Linked DNA regions of Mus musculus: region 2 is linked to region 1. The links are chromatin contacts, called in public HiChIP or PLAC-seq maps. All regions are on one chromosome and are shown on one strand. The core of a region is the stretch at or near the end of the contact, and the rest is flanking DNA. Distances in the headings are between cores, read along the strand shown. Region 1 overlaps Sgms2 (sphingomyelin synthase 2). Region 2 has its middle 3.0 kb from the start of Gm36863.

The links. HiChIP or PLAC-seq counts read pairs in DNA pulled down with a chosen protein or histone mark.
Region 2: a contact with region 1 is called in an H3K27ac HiChIP or PLAC-seq map of trophoblast stem cells, with 9 read pairs. The contact joins two enhancer-like sites. A contact is called at or near these places in 1 of 39 promoter capture datasets (neural stem cells), 1 of 15 datasets of contacts at CTCF or cohesin (the NIH/3T3 cell line), 4 of 484 Hi-C or Micro-C datasets (bone marrow-derived macrophages, embryonic fibroblasts, embryonic stem cells and 1 more), 26 of 115 datasets of contacts at active chromatin or transcription factors (the NIH/3T3 cell line, bone marrow-derived macrophages, craniofacial prominence and 17 more) and 2 of 9 other capture datasets (adipose tissue and liver).

Annotation. Positions count from the first base shown.
Region 1 is chr3:131,361,316-131,367,001 of GRCm38.p6, reverse strand. All of the region lies in intron 1 of Sgms2 (sphingomyelin synthase 2), which reads left to right. Among named protein-coding and RNA genes, the nearest start is that of Cyp2u1, 61 kb to the right of the region's middle. Within about 2 kb of position 2,106, at least 163 of the 459 cell types and tissues checked have an H3K27ac peak or open chromatin away from gene starts, as enhancers often do. A contact at or near this core is called in trophoblast stem cells, where this site is marked.
Region 2 is chr3:131,503,319-131,509,023 of GRCm38.p6, reverse strand. No RefSeq gene overlaps it. Among named protein-coding and RNA genes, the nearest start is that of Gm36863, 3.0 kb to the left of the region's middle. Within about 2 kb of position 4,258, at least 21 of the 459 cell types and tissues checked have an H3K27ac peak or open chromatin away from gene starts, as enhancers often do. A contact at or near this core is called in trophoblast stem cells, where this site is marked.

The DNA of each region.
Region 1 (5,686 bases), core at 857-3,356:
TTCTTCTGCAGGCTCTGTGAAACAGGGGGTAAAGGCTATCTGGTTCACCTGGCCACAATGGAAAGATGCCTAAGTGAAGGTTAAATACTGTTTCAAAGCAAGACAGTCTGTGCTCATTTGGATCTCGAGGTATACAGGCAACAAATGGTTCACTGTCATAGACAGGGCTCTGTGCACATGTGACGAGGAGGAGTCCCCAGCCAATCATAGAAAGGAAATTCTTTTAAAGTCTTTATGAAGCAGGTACCAACACATTCATGAGTTTAAATTAGGTGTCTGCAGGCAAATTCATCTCTTAAAGTCCAAACTCAGAGAAACTAAAGTCCTGAGCTTTCAAGTCCCAGCAATACACATGGACCTAAACACTTTTTTCTTTAGGGCCACAAGGAGTCCACCTGTCAACTGTTAACTCTATTCAAAGAAAATTTGCTTTAGACAAGATTAAGAACTTTAAAATATTTAGGGAATAATTCATACCCTTTATATCTTGCTAACAAGTTTAAATGCAATCAGTTTGGGATCATAAGAGTACTCTTTTCTTAAATAATCTATTGTTTTAATATGTCTTTTGAAAGAACACTGTTTTGAAGATGATAAAGGTTTAATATGATGCTTAAGGTGATCAGATCTAAAAACATGCATACAATCAATTCTAAACAAGTCTGTATTTATATATTTATTCATAAACATATATGTGTGTGTGTGTGTGTGTGTGTAACAATAATAATTAAAAAGAGGCCATGAATTTGAGAGGGGGCCATAGGAGGTGTTGGTGGGGGAATTTATGAAATTAACATTTTAATTAAAAATTGCTACTTAAGTCTATACTTGTATAGCTGTTAAAAATAAGTCAAGTCCATATTACCCTTAGAGTGATTATTAGGACCTGTGGATATAAGGAATACTGAAAACCCAGTATTAGAATGAAAATTATGGGGCAAGAAGAAAAAGGTTTTAAATTGCTTTTGTATCCTTCCATCCAAAAATGCTAAATAAATTTAGGATCTAGGGCTTTTCCACAGACACAAAGCTTACATCTTACTCTGTTGTATGTGTCTAAATAGATTCACCGAAATTGAGGACATTCAAATGAAACAAAACCCAGAATACTCAAAACAGAAACTTAAAAATAGAAAAACAAACAAAAACATCCAAGCCCATTCATGTATCTATGTTTTCAGGTTAAAAAAATAGCAATTTTTGAATATTAAATAACCAGGAAATGGAGAATCTAACAAAAAAGGAGGAAGAATGGATATGATCATATGTCATGGTATCCACGTTCAAAGAGTATTTTTTTAACTACAAGAAAAGTCAAACACTGTTGGAGCCTTATGGGACTCAGGCTCGGAGCGTTTGGGGTGGGGGTGGGGGCTGAAGATCCCTGTTCATCCAGGGTTTTGTGGACCAGGTGAGCACTGTGCAGTGTTCCCTGCTAGCATCCCTAGCTTCTACAGGAACCCAACTACATCCTCCATCCCGAATCCCAAGACAAAATTAACAAAATGGCTTTAGCCAGCTGTGCCACCCAAATGGTATTTGAGGGCGAGAAGTCTCTTAGTTCCAAAGCTGCTCACCATTGTATCCCACAATTCTTGATATAAGGGGGAAAAAGTGAAATCTTGTTTCTGGTCTGGGACGGATTCCACCAAGTGACTCAGTCTTCTTACAAAAAAAAAAAACAAAAACAAAAAGGAAAAGCTTTTTTGCCTATGAGGTCAGGATTAATTAGTCACTACCGTTTGGGAGTGTGCTGTGTTTACTGAGTTATGAGAGAGAAATTCACTGGTAAATTCGTGACCAAAAGGGGACTTCCTCACTCTGTAGAATTCCGCTCGCTCTCCCGGGAAGAGCAGGAATCCTGTCTCCTGTTCCAGTCTCGCCTTTCCTTCTGCTCTGAGGAATGGGTGTATTCTCCGTACGTACGTACTTACGTGCGTACGTATGCCATACCCCCTTTGAATTCTCTCGACCTAAAGGGAATGCCGAAGGAGCCCCCACTACCAGTGAGGAAAGTTGGGGGAAAGGGTCTGGGTTAAGCATTAATCCAAGAATCAGTGTGCAGCCGGGGAGAAGGTCACACTGGGTAAATAATCAGCTGTACCTGGGCTGAGCTGCCTTTTCCACTGCCAAACACAAACCTTCCGGTTACTAGGCAACGGCCGTGACTCGCACCCTGAATACTTCACTACAATGAAATGTCCAGCCCCCACATTTCCAGGAAATGCCCTTCTTTTAAGTCACTGGGGACCTGGGCGAACAGTCACTCAGGGTATCAGGTACCTTAGCCTGCCACTTGTCAGTGCCTGAGGGATGTAAGCTTAGGACAAACACAGATGTGCTGACCTGACCGTGAGAAGGAAGAGCGGAGTGGGGAAAAGCTGTACAGTGAATCACCTCCTTCACAGAATGACCCACGGGAGATGAAATCCATTGCCTTTAGAGAGGGAAAAGCGCACACTCCTAATCACTAAAATAGCCCAAGGTCCCAGAAGGTCACACCGTAACTTAGTGGCGGAGAGATAGGCTCTGGATCCAGATAGCTTCTATCGCTGTGATAGATATCTGAGGTTAGCTTGTCACTCCTCAGATGTGGACAGATAGCACCTGCCAGGTGAAGTGGCTGTGGGTGTTGACACCAATAATCAGGAAGTGCTAGAGCGGCCAAGCAGCTGTTATTCTGTGTACGCTGGGGAAGGGACATCTGGCCTCCAGGGAGGCCCAGCTAAATTAGGTAGAAAGGCACGGAAGGAAGGCACAGATAAGTGGGACCATATAGGAAGATATGAGAATCCTGATTACAGAAATTGTAACTAAACCACTTCATTTCTGAGGCTCTCCAGAATTCCATACTTTGCAAATCGGATGTTGAAAAGCCACATTAGCACTACACCGTGAGAATTTGTCTCGTGACTCCTAACATAAGAAGAAAGCAGCTTTCGTTTTTTTACTTCTTTTTCATACCACAGGCTACATCACAAATTTTTTTTGTAGAATTTATAATGGGACATGTAATTATACAAAGTAGCCACATGAAATTCTGGGAGCTTCTATCTGACGGATATGCAAATAAGCAGACGTGACCGACTCCAGGTTCTTCGGGGTCTTAACAAAATGTAGGATGATTCCAGTCTGCATGTGTATGGGCAGTACTTTCAGCGGCCGCCGTAGGTCCTCAGTAGAGTGCTTGGCTAGAGGCCAGCGACTGCATCGTTGTAAAACATGGAGTCTACCCTCTCAGCTCGGAACTAGTAGGAAAGAGAAGCCCGAGTAAGTAGCGAGCCGGGACGCTTTGTGGGACTGTGAACAGGTGCATGATGGCAGAGGGGAGGTCAGATGTTAAGGGATCCTGTGGGTACAGTGTGACTCACCTGGGGCCAGGAGTTCAGATGGACCAGAAGATGTTCTGTGTCTAAGACCTGTGGGAGCCATGACACATGAAGGCAGAATGAGGAGTGGTGGGTGAGCCTTTCTTCCCGCTGAACCCGCATCAGGGTCTGTTGCGTCTGGGTGGGGCTGGTGAGCTTTGGGTCCTACCACTTTCTTAAGGAAGTGGTAGGACCCAAAGCCCATTGAGGACCCTGCTTCTGGGAGCTGCCCCCAAGCCAGACATCATGAGTTGAGTTAGCCAGACATCTCGTTTGGCTGTAAACACAGAAGCACACTTTCTTGTTCAGTAGCTATGGAGACATTTTTTTTTTTCTTTCTATTTTGTTTTGAAGCAGGGTCTCATCTAGCTAGGGCTGGCCTTGAACCCCTCCTGTTCCTACCTCTGCTTGCCAAGTGCTAGGATTACAGGCAAATGGATGGAAAGACAAATTATTAAAAATCAGGCAAATTATCACACATTTTCTTCATGCAGATTCTAGATTTTATATACATACATACATACATAGATGGATGTTAGTTTGCTCATAAATTATGCTGCGTATATGTATGTATTTTGTATATAATATATATATTACATATATAATACATACATTAACTTCTGCAGTGTGTGTGTGTGTTTACATGAATATGACAACTAGGTTAAAACTGGAGTGATGTGCTATCCATTAAAAAAAAAATCAAATATAAGATGGAAAATTTACTACCCGAACGTTCTCTTCTTGTTTGATAAAGTGTTTACTCTTAAGCATTAGTGGATGGGATGGACACTGGGCACGGCCTCTGTAAACCAAGGTCTGCAGTGTCAGCAGCTGGGATTTAGCTGAGTGGCGGAGCACAGACCTACGATGCACACACAGGCCCTGGGTTTGATCTGCAGCGCTAGAAGGTAACTTGCAGATCCCTCCTTTTGCTTTGTGTTTCTTCCTCTTTTCCCTTTGTGTTACATTTTATTCATCTGTATGCTACATATGCAGTGGTGCTCAGAGTACAAGCTGCAGGAGTCCTTCTCTATGTCACCTGGGGACTCAGACACCTGTTGTTGAGCCTGGGGCTTCCTCCTGTAGAACCATCTTGTTGACCTTCCATTTTAAGTACTTTAAAAATCTTGTTTCCTTCAATGTGTATGCATGTTTTGCCTGTGTGTGTGTGTGTGTGTGTGTGTGTGTGTGTGTGTTCATTGTGTGCTGGTGCCTGCAGAGGTCAGAAGAGGGTGCCAGATCCCCCCTGGAGCTCAGATTACTGATAGTTGTAAAGCTGCCTTCTAGGTGTTGGGAACAGAACATTGGTTTGTGCTCTAAACCACTGAGCCATTTCCCCAGCTTCAATTTTCAATACTTTAGAAAAGCTTATTAAATATCAGCCATGTTAAACGTACTTAGACTAACTAGAGTTATTTCCTAGGACTGGCTTTGTAGTGCTATGATGGTCAGCTGGTAGCACACTGGTGACCTTTCGCTCCTCTGGGCTGACCTCTGAGCTCACCCGGCAACTCCCGACCATTAAACTTGCTTCTCACTAACCACATCTTGTTCTGGAAGTTTTCAGCTTTTAGGTTCCACTTAAAATAATTATCTGTAGTATTAATGATTAATATTTTTTCTCTGATGAGCCTGAATCAAGAAGTCTGTATTAAAATCATACTTAATTAGAGGCACGTGGCGGAGAACATGCTTTGGACTGGGGGGGGAGGGGCATGTCTGAAGCTAGCCTGGGCAATATCTTGTTTCATGCAGCAAACACAATTAATAGTGATGTCTTATTTAGCTGGATTCATTCCAGTAGGACAGGGTATTCCACATCAGGCCCCCCACAAAGCTTGCTTCCTTTCCTTTCCTTTCCTTTCCTTTCCTTTCCTTTCCTTTCCTTTCCTTTCCTTTCCTTTCCTTCTTTTCTTTCTTTCTTCTTCTTCTTCTTCTTCTTCTTCTTCTTCTTCTTCTTCTTCTTCTTCTTCTTCTTCTTCTTCTTCTCCTTCTCCTTCTCCTTCTCCTTCTCCTTCTCCTTCTCCTTCTCCTTCTCCTTCTCCTTCTCCTTCTCCTCCTCCTCCTCCTCCTCCTCCTCCTCCTCCTCCTCCTCCTCCTCCTCCTCCTCCTCTTCTTCTTCTTCCTTCTCTCTCTCTCTCTCTCTCTCTCTCTCTCTCTCTCTCTCTCTCTCTCTCTTCCCCCCCTTGTGCTATTTAGATGCCTAAGTAGTAGTAAGTGGAATTCAGCAGGTTTTTTTCCCCATGATTTATTTACCTACTTATGTGGCTTATTCTGTGGTATTATCTGAAGAATATAGAATCATGGTTTTTTTAAAT
Region 2 (5,705 bases), core at 3,009-5,508, 140 kb before region 1:
ATACATACATGAATGTAGAATACTCATAAAATAAAATAAATCTGAAAGAAAGGAAGGAAGGAAGGAAGGAAGGAAGGAAGGAAGGAAGGAAGGAAGAAAGAAAGAAAGAAAGAAAGAAAGAAAGAAAGAAAGAAAGAAAGAAGGAAGGAAAGAGAGAAAGGAAGGGAGAAAGAAAGGAAGAAAGAAAGGAAGGGAAGGAAGAGAGAAAGAGAGAGAGAGAAAGGAAAGGAAACAGAAGGGAAGGGAAGGGAAGGGGAGGGAAGGGAAGGGAAGGGAAGGGAAGGGAAGGGAAGGGAAGGGAAGGGAAGGGAAGGGAAGGGAAGGGAAGGGAAGGGAAGGGAAGGGAAGGGAAGGGAAAGAAAAAAAGAAAGACCGGCCATATAGTGTCACATCTCTGAATATGATGATTGGCCAGGGTATTTTTCTTTCTGTGTTTGAGGCAATTATAGTACATAAAAATTTATAATATATAAAACAAAGTACATAAAACACAAAAACGAAGCAATTATAGTACAGTTGAAGACTGAACTGTATCAGGAAAGTTGTGAATCAACTCTTCGGTAAGAGTATTAATCATCTACTTAGAAAACTCACCCAGGAAGTCCTGGGCAGAAAACTAAACAATAAAGGAGCCAGTGGACCAGTTCATGTCCTGGAAGGGTTTATAAGCTGGGATAACAGGATGTGTGGTAGAGGGTCATGATTCCCAAAGTGCAAAGTGCTAGGGGACTAAACCAATCTGCTCTCAGGACAAAGAGGGAGAGGCAGCTTCCTTCCCTTCCCACAAAGAAGGTCATAGAGCCCTGTGGTTACCAGTGTGGAAACTGTGCATACAAATTATTCTTGTCATACCCATCAAAAACAGAGCCAAGAGGTCATAGGGGGAAAAAAATGTTCCTGGGTAACAAGCGATTGTTCCAGGAACTACTGGAGCCTGCTTTATCTTTAAGACTGTATGTTTTCTTCTTAACAACTGTCAGGGAACGGCCAACTGTGATCTTAAGGCTTCACACAGACACTGCTGTATTTGCGGGTCAGAGCTTGCCAGCCCCCTACAACAGTTTGCCGAGATTTCTCTGTCCTGGTGAAGCCTTGGCCTGATGCTCATTCGCCAAGCCAGTGTATGTATGTCCCGAGTGGCAGTCTCTGGTTTCCTTTTCAAATGAAGGTCCTTCATCAGAGGCTCTTCTCTCTACTTGTGTTTGAGAACTGCATACTCTAGAGACAGTCTCCAACCCAAAGCTCTCGTTGATTGAGGGCATGTAAACGTTCAGCCACTGTTCGCTTTTCTCTATAAGCAAAGATGTCGGGCTTGCTTGGTCTGCTCAGCGATGCTTCTTTCCTTTTTATTGTTTTTTATGTTTTATTTATTTTTATAACATATTTTATTATATATAATATGTTTTATATATTATATATTACACATTACATATTACACATATACTATATATTGTATATGTTTTCCCTGAGTGAATGAATGTCTGTGCAACACAGGCGTGCCTGGTGTCTGTGGAGGCCAGAAGAGGGCATGGGATTTCTTCACTGGAGTTATAGATGGTCATATATGGGCTGGGAATTGAACCTGGATCCTCTACGAGAGGAGACAGTGCTCTACACTCCAGGCTCCATTGTTGTTTTTAAGTGTGTGTGTGTGTGTCTGTGTGTGTGTGTGTGTGTGTAATTGTGTATGTGGAATCCAAAAGACAACCTCATGTGTTATCCTCAGGAATGCCATTCACGTCCTTTGATACCTGGTCTCTCACCGAGTAGGCGAGGCTGCTGTAACAGCAAGCCCCCAGCTCTGAGATTACAAGTGTGTGTTTCTGTGTCCCGCTTTATCCATCGGTTCTGGGGATCTGAGCGCAGGTCCCATGTTTGTGTGATAAGCACCTTACCAACTGAGCCCAGCCTCCTCCACTGCTGTTTAAGACAATGACCCCTGTTCCAAGTACAACTCCATTTTCCCCAATACTGGACATTCACTCTTCTCTCCCAAATCTTAATTGAAAATCTAAGTACACATTGCACGTTAGTTGCTAACTGCTATTTCTAAGACCAGTGAGAACACTTGGCAACAACAAAGCTCAGGCCTGAAACGACCAGCTCCCAAGGGCATGGCCAATTGGAGGTGGCCCCATGTGCACCAAGGAGCACTCTAGTTCCTGGCGTCTAGGTAACCAGGTTTATCAGTGCACACAGGTGCACATTTGGACCCAGGAGAGACAACATTTTAAGGCAGGACCTCGAGTATCTCCAAAGAGCTAATTGGCCCCACAGCCACCACTGCTTGATGTTTTGGGAATGGGGCAGTCTATTTCTACCTCCTCATCTTCAAGAGGGAGCTTGGGTTATCTGTAAATTCCAACCCTTGGAGAAAAGAAAGCACTAGAAATCGTCTGTCTGGCCACTCTTGGCCTCTGTGTCTCCTCCCAAGAAAGTAAAAATGATGTGCTGGCTGAGGGGAAGCTATTGCTTGTCTTTAGTCCCCTTGCCCTTAAATTCAGAGGATTCGTTTCCAGGATGCTATGAGTTGGACTATGTTTTCCTCATAGTGATATGTTGAAGTCCTAACCCCCAACACTTGAGAATATAAGGAAACAGTGTGATGTGGTTTAAAGGAGTTTATATGGTTCCTGATACTATATGACTGGTATCTTTACACAATGAAGATATTTGGGCTCGGGGACAGACATGAGTAAAAGGGCTGGCAACGTGCAGAGGCAGAGAGAATTAACTGCAGTAGTAGAAGCAGCAACCAAGGTGATACTGCCACAAGCCAAAGGCTATTTGGGGCTACTAGAGGCTGGAAGCGCCAGAGGAGAACCAGTCCCTGGAGGCTTCAGACAAACAGGGTCCTGCAACAGCTTACCCCCAGGCTTCTATCTAACTCCTAGAACTGTGATACCATAAATTGCTGTTGCACTAAGCCCATAGGAAGCTAACACACAAGATAAACACTCATTTTGCTCTGTAATACCTTCCCTTACAAAGAAACTTGCAGGGATCCAGTCTATGGTACTCGGGCATTCAACTCACAAGACTCAGCATCCAAAGCCCAGATAACAAAAGCCAAATCACTTCCGAATGGATTCAGAGCAAAGTAGTGATGATGTCCATGCTTCATCTGAGAGAAGCAATCAGAGGAGCACCTGTGGGAGCCACGTGGAATTGACACTGGATGGCACACGCATGATCATGCTAGATCAAAGTTACTGCCATCTTACCTGTTAAGCTGAAATGCCACTGCTGTCTGGACAGTTGACTAAGCTTTACTGGGAGCAGGGTCTGCGGTAATTGATTAGCCCAGTGATAAATAAGTGAAGACTTCTGCTTGCCACGAAAAGTTGCTGTGTCCTGCTCTTGGGACTCTTTGATAAAGCAGAACGATTGGGCATAAAGACATCTGAATGACACAGGAACAAGAAAAGCTGAAGGTCCTTACCCACCGTGAGATCCTGCCTCTTAAGAAGTGGCATTCCAGGGAACGCGCTGTTAAACCTTCCATTAGAAGAGACTCCATGGTCATAGACATGAAAAGAGCTTGTCACAAAACAAAACAAACCTTCCTCTTCCACTACCCCTAGTCCCCTCAGAACCCTTCCAACACTGTATGCTTTATGGGTTTTCTTCTAGGACATGGAATGGAATGTGTGGTCTCAGAGTTCTTTGTAACGAGCAAGGAGCTGGTCTCAGGACCAGTGTCCCAAGGGACACTGGATTAAGAAACATGGAGAGAACACCTTGGGAGGTAGTCTAAAACACAGAATTTTCATATTGCAATCTGATCAAAATACTCAGCTTCCAGTTCTCTTTTGCCTTTAGAGGTAGGGTGTGATGTAGCCCAAGGCTTGAACTCGCCACGTACTCAAGGTTAGTCTTGATCGCCATGCCTCCATTTCCCACGAGTTAGGATGGCAGATGTGGCCCACAACTCCCAGCCCATCTGTGTTTTCTTCCCAGGCAGAGCTCTGTGCCCACGCCTGTGGTTCACCTTCCCTCCCCTGTTGCAATGTAGGCTCAGTTTGTCCTCTTGTAACTTCCTCCGACTTGGGGCTGCTGCAGCAGCACCGTGAGAGCAATCACCAGGATTTCCTGCTCTGAATGCTGACTGTTTCTCAGAAATAGATCGATTCCTAACCAAGGACCGCTCTAGGCTTGTACTGAAGGGTTTACACGATGGCCCCAGATACTCTGTGTGCCCATCGATGCTGCAGATTATCAAGACTGCAATGTTCCTTCTAGAAGGTTAATGTTTACCTTGCTGCAGGAAGTACAACCGCGTCTTCATAAATCACAAGTTACAAACTCCTTCACCATTGGATCACACGACCTTCAGCAGCTATCTTAAGGTAATTCATGAGAAACAACTGTGATGTTAGGGAGGGGGCAGGGTAGAAACTCCCTCTTTTCCTGGGGTCCCACACTCTTACCTCACTCACCATCAGAGTTTTACAATGTGGCATGTGATAAGTTAAATAAGAAATAAGTAGAAGCTTTATTCATATAAAGAATCAACGTCACAGCCATTTTCCATAACTGTTTTCCTCCTGGAACATTACAGGACCTGTATAGTGGGGTAGTTTTATGGATCTTTTTTTTTCCTCAGTAGAAACCCTAGGTAAATAGCCTCAAGCAAAACTACAAAGGAGAGCGTAGGCCTTTAGTTGACTATCTTTGCTTTCTCTGCTCTCAGCTTTCAGAGCTCCAACCCCATCATACTCTCTTTCAATGAATAATTCACAATAAGACTTTAGTATATGTTGAGTGATTTTTTTTTAAAGAAGGGGTCTCATTAGGTTGCCTACCTTGAAAGAATGATCCTCATGCCTGATCCTGCCATTTAGCTGGGAGCACAGGTGTGGTCCACAGCACCCAGAAGTGTGAGTTTCTTTGTTCTGGGAAACAATGGTAACCTCAGGCATAGAAGACAACAGGCTTTTCTTGAGGAATGTGGATATAGAGTCATAAAAGGATCAGGAGAAAGTGTGGGCCAGAACCTGCTTAGCCTAGAATGTCCCTTCTGAAGGCGTGAACAAGGCCCACCCCAGACAACTTCGACAGTCCATTTCTGCCACCTCCCAACACTGTAGTTTTGTCTCTTTAACTGCCATACCATTTCTAGTCCCTTGCAGTACTCAATAAGGTCCTTTGACCATGACTGGATTCAATCTTATAACCACTGTGCCCATTCTAAACTAATGATCTTATAAATCTCTCCCTGCTAGCAATCTCCCTAACCCACACTTCATATGCATAAACTCCAGTCTTTCCTAGCTTCAGGGCTTCTGTGGTGCAACCTGAATTCCATTCCATCATTAAGCGAAGTAAGGTTCTTGAGTCCCTACTTTCTGTCAGACACTGTTGTTGAGCCGTTGTTCTCACCCTTCGGCTACCCGCTGGAACCATTTGGAGAGCTTCTGAGAAATCACTGTGTCAGGGACTCACCTCGAGAGTCTAACTTGATCAGTTCAGAGTGGAGCTTAGACAGTGGGACTCGAAAGCTCTCCAGACATCTAATACATGGGCAAGTCAGTCACCATTTCCTCAGGTATGAAAGGGCCAGCAATAAAGGATGAAGAACATGCGTTGTGAGCTGGAGGGCCTGAGTTTGAATCCCCATAAGTCCACGTAGGTAAGCATCAGTGCATCTGCTGGTGCTCCTGTAGACAGTGGGAGGTAGAAAGAGGAGACTCCTTGGACGATTA